2 separate regions of the Canis lupus genome follow, and region 2 is linked to region 1. The links are chromatin contacts, called in public Hi-C maps. All regions are on one chromosome and are shown on one strand. The core of a region is the stretch at or near the end of the contact, and the rest is flanking DNA. Distances in the headings are between cores, read along the strand shown.

The links. A called contact is a pair of places that touch in the nucleus more often than the background predicts.
Region 2: a contact with region 1 is called in a Hi-C map of blood, with 5 times the contacts expected there. The contact joins the promoter of EIF4E3 here to the enhancer-like site in region 1. A contact is called at or near these places in 2 of 9 Hi-C or Micro-C datasets (both in blood).

Annotation. Positions count from the first base shown.
Region 1 is chr20:20,308,082-20,312,102 of UU_Cfam_GSD_1.0, reverse strand. No RefSeq gene overlaps it. Among named protein-coding and RNA genes, the nearest start is that of PROK2, 73 kb to the left of the region's middle. Within about 2 kb of position 1,407, at least 3 of the 20 cell types and tissues checked have an H3K27ac peak or open chromatin away from gene starts, as enhancers often do. A contact at or near this core is called in blood, where this site is marked.
Region 2 is chr20:20,434,150-20,438,104 of UU_Cfam_GSD_1.0, reverse strand. EIF4E3 (eukaryotic translation initiation factor 4E type 3) reads right to left here and starts at 1,736. Exons shown (of 8, transcript XM_038565856.1): 1 at 1,716-1,736; 2 at 1,122-1,269. The coding sequence starts at 1,728.

The DNA of each region.
Region 1 (4,021 bases), core at 158-2,657:
GGTCAGGATTAGACAGAGATGCCCTGATATTTTGTTTGGGGTTTTCCTCCCAGAAGCTGCCAGCTGCAGAACATGGCTTGACTATCCCTAATAAACTCTGGGTTATAAAAGGGGATTAAAGCTCTATCTGCAAAAACCATTTGTGGCACAAAACAATTACCACGATCGCAAGAAATGTGGGGGATAATTCTGTGAAAATTGCACAAAAGCCATGCCAAACCCTCGCTCAGCATTCCAGTTAGAATCCGAATGAAATGAGGGAATAATCATGGGGCTACGATGATGCCTAATTAAAGCTAAATTTAGCCAACCCCGGTTTTTCAGAGTTGTCATGAAATCCATTTCAACTCGCACAATAATAACGGCAAACCCAGATAATGAGGAAAGGGATTTAATTTGAAAGGTGGGATGTCATCGATATAATAATTAAGATAAAACACACACGCGTGCACACACACACACACAGGGGCCAGAAGAAACGGGCAGTTCCTTGGTTGACATTTCCAGTGATTTCATGGTGACTTCCTGGCTTCCAAAGTTAAAAATTAAAGAAAAGGGAAGAAAAGCAAGCAAGACGTTAATTTTCTTGCCATTTCCAGTGGCGCTAAGTGAACCTGGTGTCTCGACGACGCGACACGGTGGGGTTGAGGGTGGAGGGCCAGGCCTTTAATTACTGGCAGGCCAGATTCCGGCTCTGCCCTTCCTGACAAGTCCGTGGGGGCCAGGGAGCCACACCACAGGCTGCCTCTAAATTAAACTGTGAGGACAGGAGAGCAAGGCCGCTCAGACGGCTGGGGGGCCTGGCCAAGTTAGCTTTCGACCGGAGCTGCCTTTCCGCTGCAAGGCTGGGCCTCCTGTTCAATGCACACGTGTCCCCGAGAAATAACCAAGAAATGTCTGTGAAGCCTGTGGTCTCATGAGATGGAAGCAGAGGAGCCAAGGTAAGGGGGAGGAAATGGGTGATAAAGGAAGCTGGACACGGCCAGGGCTCTAGCAGCCACACCCACACCCACGCACACAGAGGCCCACACACTGGTAACCAGAAGGCCTCAGCTCCAGCTCACTCCGCCTTTTCTCAGCCCCAGCAGGCAGGAACCAAGGGACAAATATGAAGGCTGATGATGTGCATACGGCCCCGCTCTCCAACTCCAGAGAACCGAGTGAGCAGTAGCTACGCTTCTTAGAACCCTCCAATAGTCACTGGATTATGTCCAGGCACTGGGCCCTTTCACTGTCTTACTCCCTCTGCATGGCAATACTAAAAAAGTAGGAACCATGACCCCCATCTTACAGATGAAGAAACCAAGACTCCAAGAAGTTTGAGTAACTTGCCCCAAATCACAGAACAGTAAGTGGCACGTTTGGGATTCAAGCCACAAGCTGTCAGACCACAGTACAAGACTGCCTCCTAGCTACTTCCTTCAGCTAAGTGTCGAAATGTCCCCATGTGCTGTCTACTGTAAACAAGGTGTTTCTTGTGAAGAGTTTTTTAAATATGGCTTTCAAAAATGGAAACAATTACATTTCGGCTTTAAAAGAAAAGTCCAAGTAACGGACAGAAGAGATAGTCTCGACCAGCCCCGACACTCAGTGCACAATTGTTCAAAAAGTAACATAAATTTGATTGTTATTCTGGGGGATTATGATGCCACATGCTAAATAAATTCAAGTTTTTTTTTTTTAATATTTCTGAGAGTTAGATCCAATAAGAAAAGAAATGAACTTAGTGGGTATATGGGTGTCTAAGCTTATAACCAACTTCAATATTAAGCCAAGGAAATTTACAGTCTTTGCCCTTGCCTGACCTCTAAAAAGACCATGGTCTGCTAATTCTGTTGCCCTCTTCCCCACTCTGTCCAGGCTCTACAGCATCGATTCTCAAAGTGTGGGCCAGAGAGGTAGTCTTTGTGGGCAAAGTGGGGTGACAAATGCATCAAATAATAAATCCCTCTCTTGCATCTTTATGAGATGATCTGACTGAGGCAATTTTATTTTTTTAGATTTTATTTATTTATCCATGAGAGGCACACAGAGAGAGGCAGAGACCTAGAGGGAGAAGCAGGCTCCCAGTGGGGAGCCGGATGCAGGACTCCATCCCAGGACCCCGGGATCACGACCTGAGCCAAGGGCAGATGCTCAACCACTGAGCCACCCAGGTGCCCCTAACTGAGGCAATTTAAGTAATTTAAAAAGGTACTTCTCAGAAAATAATGCAGCCCAGGCTAGACATCACTAAATAGCAGATAGACAAAATGATCTTATCCCTTCAATACTGTGGTAGGCAGTATTTTTGCAAAGCAGATGCACCAGTGTCTCTCTTCTCAAATGCCGCTCGTTGTGTAATAGGACTCTGAGACTCCCCCACCTGAGAGATGGGTTTAAGATTCCTCCCACTGAGTTCGGGCAGGCTTGTGATCACAGTGGAGGTGATGCTATGTGACTTCTGAAGCGAGGCCCTCAAAGGCAGCACGGTTTCTGACAGGTTGTCTTGGGGCACTTGCTTTTGGATCTGGCCACCACGCTATGAGGATGCCCACGCAGCCCCGCGGAGAGGCCAAATGTAGTACCAGCTGGCAACCACTCTGTAGTCTCTGCAAACATCTACATCAACTGCCAGGAGCTTTCAGATGGTCCCACACCCCAGCCGTTGTGTTGCCTCCAGCTTTCCAGTCTTCCTAGCCAGGCTCCAGACATTACGCTGACTCCTCCACACTCCCTTTCAAACTCCTGACCCACAAAAGCACGAGCCTAATAAAATGGGTGCTATTTTATGCCACAAGTCTGGGGTGGCTTGCTACCCCCAAGGTAAAAGCAAGGAGAATAAATGCCCTTCCTCCATCCCTTCCTCATCTTTAGAGACCCAAGTACCACCTTCTTTGTGTCCCTATTCCATTCTCTAATAGCAGCTTTTATCTACCTTTATCAAAGCAAGTATGATTTTATTCAAAGAGTGACTATATTTCTTTCTGCCTGACATCAGCTCCTGAGCTTTGCAAGGACAGAGACTTTTGTTATGGATTTCTGTTCCCCCAAAGCATCTGTTGTAGGAATGAATGAATGAATGATTGAAATAGCCTACAGAACCTCACACTTTTGACTTCAATCTCACCATCTCAAACATAGAAAGTTTTAAAGCTACTGTGTTTGCGAAGAGTCATTACTTACGAATCAATACACATGTAATCGATCCACCTTCCTAACTATGAAAAGAGGCTAAGCTAGAAGCATAGGAATTGAAAATAAGAACACTTACACTTCTGGGGGCAGATGCCAGCTGTGCCCCTCCCATGTCCCTTTGAACCCTTGGGGTCCCCCCCAGCACGTGCCTATCACATTCTATTACAGGTACCTACAACTCACCACCTAAAAGCTTGCTCTCAGCTATGGATCAGGGCAGGCCAGATGTGCTGGGGGAATCAAAGCCTAGGAAATACTCCTCAGCCAATGACATATGTGATTTGGGAGACAAAGGCCCCTGAGCAGGTATTTCTGGAGCTGATTTAACACTGTCCCCCAGAATTCCCAGGCAGGATAAGCCCCAGGGGCACTCTGAAAGGGCCTTCTCAGTAACACATTCTTCTCTTCCCACTTTTATTTCCTCAATCCCTTACTAAAACTCTTAGGATTACCTTTGAAAAAGGTCATTGGCTTTCAAACCCTCAACCCAGGGTCCGCTTCTGGGGAAAACTCAAATCGAGTAGCACTCTCAGCAACACAGACCAAGTCTCGTTGGCAAAAACAACAAGAGGGTATGGACAGATAATATTCACCCAGCAAGTTATAATTCCCTCCAGTGGATTTCAACAAATGACTCCAGTAAAAATTTCCATGTGTTGCTGATTAAAGATAATCAACTCAAGATTCTGGCCACAATAAACTGTAAGAGACAAAGGGCTCATTTGTGCATTAGTCTGGACACTTGGGGCTGCAAGTGACAGAAAACAAATATCTACTGGATCAGGCAAAACAGGAATCACCAGTCTGTGTCACTGAAGTGCCACAGGAAGAGAAAGGTCTTCAG
Region 2 (3,955 bases), core at 487-2,986, 130 kb before region 1:
GAACCTCCTTATTTACTTATTTACTTCAGATTATATATTTGAAGACTTTCTCCCATATCAAAACATATACATCTACTTCAGGGCTTGCAAAATAATCCATTGTAAAAAAGTAACATAATTTAATTCACTAGTCCTGGAGACTTATGTGGTTTAGTCATTTTCTTTTATGAATAATGCTACCATAAGCATTTTTATATTCAGTGTCTTTCCTCAGCTACACAAGTTTATTTCAGAATAAGTTTGGAAAAGTAGAATTTTGGTCTGCATTAAAAAATTTGACACATGTTGCTAAATTACTTGTGTGCAAAGTGGTTACATGAATTTATATATAACTGGTTTATAAATAGTGGTTGATTCTGAAGTTATGTTTATTAAGTGATTTATCTTCATAAAATCCTAAGGTAGAAAGGGACTTTTTGCTTTATAATTAGATTAGAACTCGTCAATCTGTCCTTCAACAATACTGTCAACAGTAAAGGTTTATTTAAAAAGTTTTGTCTGTGGTTTCTAAAAGAGAGTAAGCACCACAAGATAAATCACTTCCAGAATTTAGGACAAGGAACAATCTGGAAATTTTTCTTTATTGAATAACAATTGTCTATCTCCCTCTCTTCTTGCTTTGGCTTCCAGGATGCTCAGAATTACATCTGATGATTAATCACAACATTGGTAGTAACCAATGAAGCAGCAGCAGCATTATTTTTACATTAACCGACTCCTAATTTGTATTTTAAAGGCCTAATTGAACAGATGCATCTTATACTGTGAACCCTTCAGATCCATGCTGGAAGTAGGTAATGTCCAAAAACATAAACGTTGAATGACCTTAAGATTAATAAAATGGGTCAGGCAACATGGCTAAGGGGAGAGGCAAGCAGAGAACAATGGGCCTAATTTTCATCCCCTTCCTGTTTGACATGTAAGAAATTTAACTATTGTTACTGCTCCTCAGACTCATCCTTAGAAGGTAAAAAATTAGGAATATTCCCCTTCTTCCCCAATTTGCAACTGGACAGCAGGAATTAGAAATTCACAGTAAAAAGGAAATGTGGAGATTACCTAAGCAAACCCCCCACTTTACAAATGAGGAAACTGAGGCCCAGAGAGGTGAGGTGACTTACCCGAAGCCACAGATCTGGGAAATGACAGAGGCAGGACTAGAAGGTGAGTAGCTTGAGATCCAGGCCAACGTGCTCTCCCACTGTGCAACGTGCACCTCAGGCGACTTGGGGTAGCAGGAGGGAGGAAGAGAAGGTGACCCCACAGCCCCTAGCAACGAAAACAACAAAAAGGACTTGAGGCACTCATAAATAATTAAGCAATTAGCTGCAGCAGCGACTCCCCTCCCCTCTAGTATCCAGTCACCAAGGCAACTTGGGCAGGGTGCCTGCTGGTTGCCTAGTAACAATGTGGTCTGCTCCCCTGACATGCTCCCTAGGCATCAAAGGATTTGAGAGCTGAGAAGAGCCTTAGACAGGGCTCCCTATTCCAACACCTTCATTTTCCACATGGGAAATGGAGGCTCAGAGAAGCCGAGTAACCTGCCCAAGGTCACACAGCTACTCAGAGGAACAGCTAGGCTCCATTTCCAGTTGCTTTCCATTGCACTATGGCTGCCTTGGGGATGCCACAGATGGAGGCAAGGAGATCTTCCCACAGTTCCTAGAAGAATGAGAAAGTATGAGCCAGCCAGCCAGCAAGCAAGAGACAGAGACCTTGAGCTCTCATATGCAATTAGCAGGAGCTGGTAATCCCATCAGCCCAACTTCCATCATCACCATGGCAACATGGGTGAGGCGGGTACTGGTTGCCTAGGAACCAGTGGTCCTCTCTCTTCACTCTCATCCAGTTCCCTGGGAGTCACAGAAATAGTAGAATATTGGAGCTGGAAGGGAAGGCGGGGAACCTAACCCAGTCTCCCCCTTTGACTAATGGAGAAGCTGAGGTGTGGGGGCACCGTGCAGGGTCACACAACCACACAGCTGGCTAGTGACAGGGACTCGTTGTCGGCCAGCCAGCTTTTCTTGAATTCCCTCCATTTGCTCTCTCTGTCATAGCACCGTGGGATGGAAGACTTCACTCAATAAAGTCAAAACACAGGAGGGAAATGGCTGGTCGTCCTGTGGAGGCACTTCTACCACCAGTCTAAATGGTGGCAATGCTGCACACAAGGCCTGGCACCCAGAGCAGACAAAAGGTATCATGCACAGCAGTTAAATGCAGTGTCTCTAAAATCAGAAAACCTGAGTCAAAACCCAGCGGCTCTCCCCAAACCTCGTAAGCTTCTTGTCCCTCTATGGATCAGTCTCTACATCTGAGAAACGGGCATTTTGACATTCCTTGTCTCTTGAGTCATCATTAGGAGTAAATGAGAAAACACCCATGTCAGGCGCCTGGTATATAGTAAAGATGCACTAAATGTTAGGTGTTCATTTATTTGACATTCAATAAATGTTTATCCCATGTCTGCTATACAAATGCCACTGTTCTAGGCTCTTGAAATTCATTAGTTAGCAGACAAAAGAAATCCCTGTCTCAGTGAGTTTACTTTCCAGGGGAATGAAAAAAATATATATATAGACACAAACACTTAAATATATATGTATATACATATATATGCATTACATATATATTTAAATGTTTGCTGAATGGGCGGAGGAACTCATTGCCAATATGCTATGTTTATGTTACCAGGCTCCTTCTCTAAGACTGAGAAGTTTCCTGTTTACAGGGTGTGATGCTATAAATATGCAGGCCTGTCTTGTATGTGGGAACTCCCAGTTTCCTTTCTTTTAAAAGCTCAGAATAAAAAGGAAGGCAGTGGCCGCTAGATGGCAGACCTCAGACTCTCTAGATTCAGGGGACAGCAGGCCCAGGCCCTGCTGAAGCTTCCAGCAAAGGCAGGTGTTGCAGTTGGTCCGTCCCAGGAGGGGCCTGGAGGACTGGGGGAAGCTTGAAACACCCCTGGGGCACTGAGGGTGTCGGGGGAGGCTGTAATGTGGTTTCAAAGTTATTGCTTTAGCGAGAGTGAAGCCTGCTTAACCAAGATCCTGCCATGGGTGAGCTGTGTCACCTTGGGAAGTTATTAACCTTGCTGGATGCCAGATTCCTTGCTCAGAACATGGAGGGGAACAAGAGCTCCCTCCGTAGGCTGCTCTGAGGCCTGTGTGAGAAAACATGTTTCTACACCTTGCAAGCCGCACGCAGGAAAAGCTCGATGGATGTTACTTGTCGAGAATCTAAGAGACCCCTGAGGGTCTGGTTCAGAGCTGCAAGTGGAAGGGAAGGGGGTAAATGAAACTGCATTTGTTGAGTATCTGCATGGAGGAGAGTGAAGTCCTCCCACCCACTGAGCCTGGAAAACATGACATCAAGTTTCAGTTGACCCCCTCCCTCCCATTTAGATCCACCCACCAGCCACCGAGTCCTTGTTTGGCTCCTCCTGCAGCCCTGGCATTGGTCTTCCTTCTTTATTCCCACCAATAACACCCACTCCCAGTCCTCACCTCCTGAGTTCCAGCCAATCACAACATCCTCTGTCCGGTCTCTCTGCCTGTCCAACCAGGTGCCAGACAGTAGTCTCAGCAGTTGTCTCCAAACACCAATTCAATCATGCCTCGCTTGCTTCGCCAGCTTCCTATTGCTCTCAAGATCTCTTTCTGGTTGCAAACAGGGCTCAGTATCTCCTGCATGCTTCCTGCCTTTCCAACCACATGGCTGCACTCTCCCCCGTCCTTACAGCTTCTCTGCAGCCTCAAGGCATCTACACAAGCTGTTTCCTTTGCTGAACTGCCAGTCTCTGCTCTGCACGACTAGCTGCTTCTCCCACTCAGGCCTCCTGGGCAAGAGCTTCCCCACCGTCAGGCTCCAGAGCACGTCCTCTTCCCCACTGATGATTTTCCTAATACAGATCTGCTGCCCATCTCCCACCCCGGAACACCCAGTCCAAGAGGAC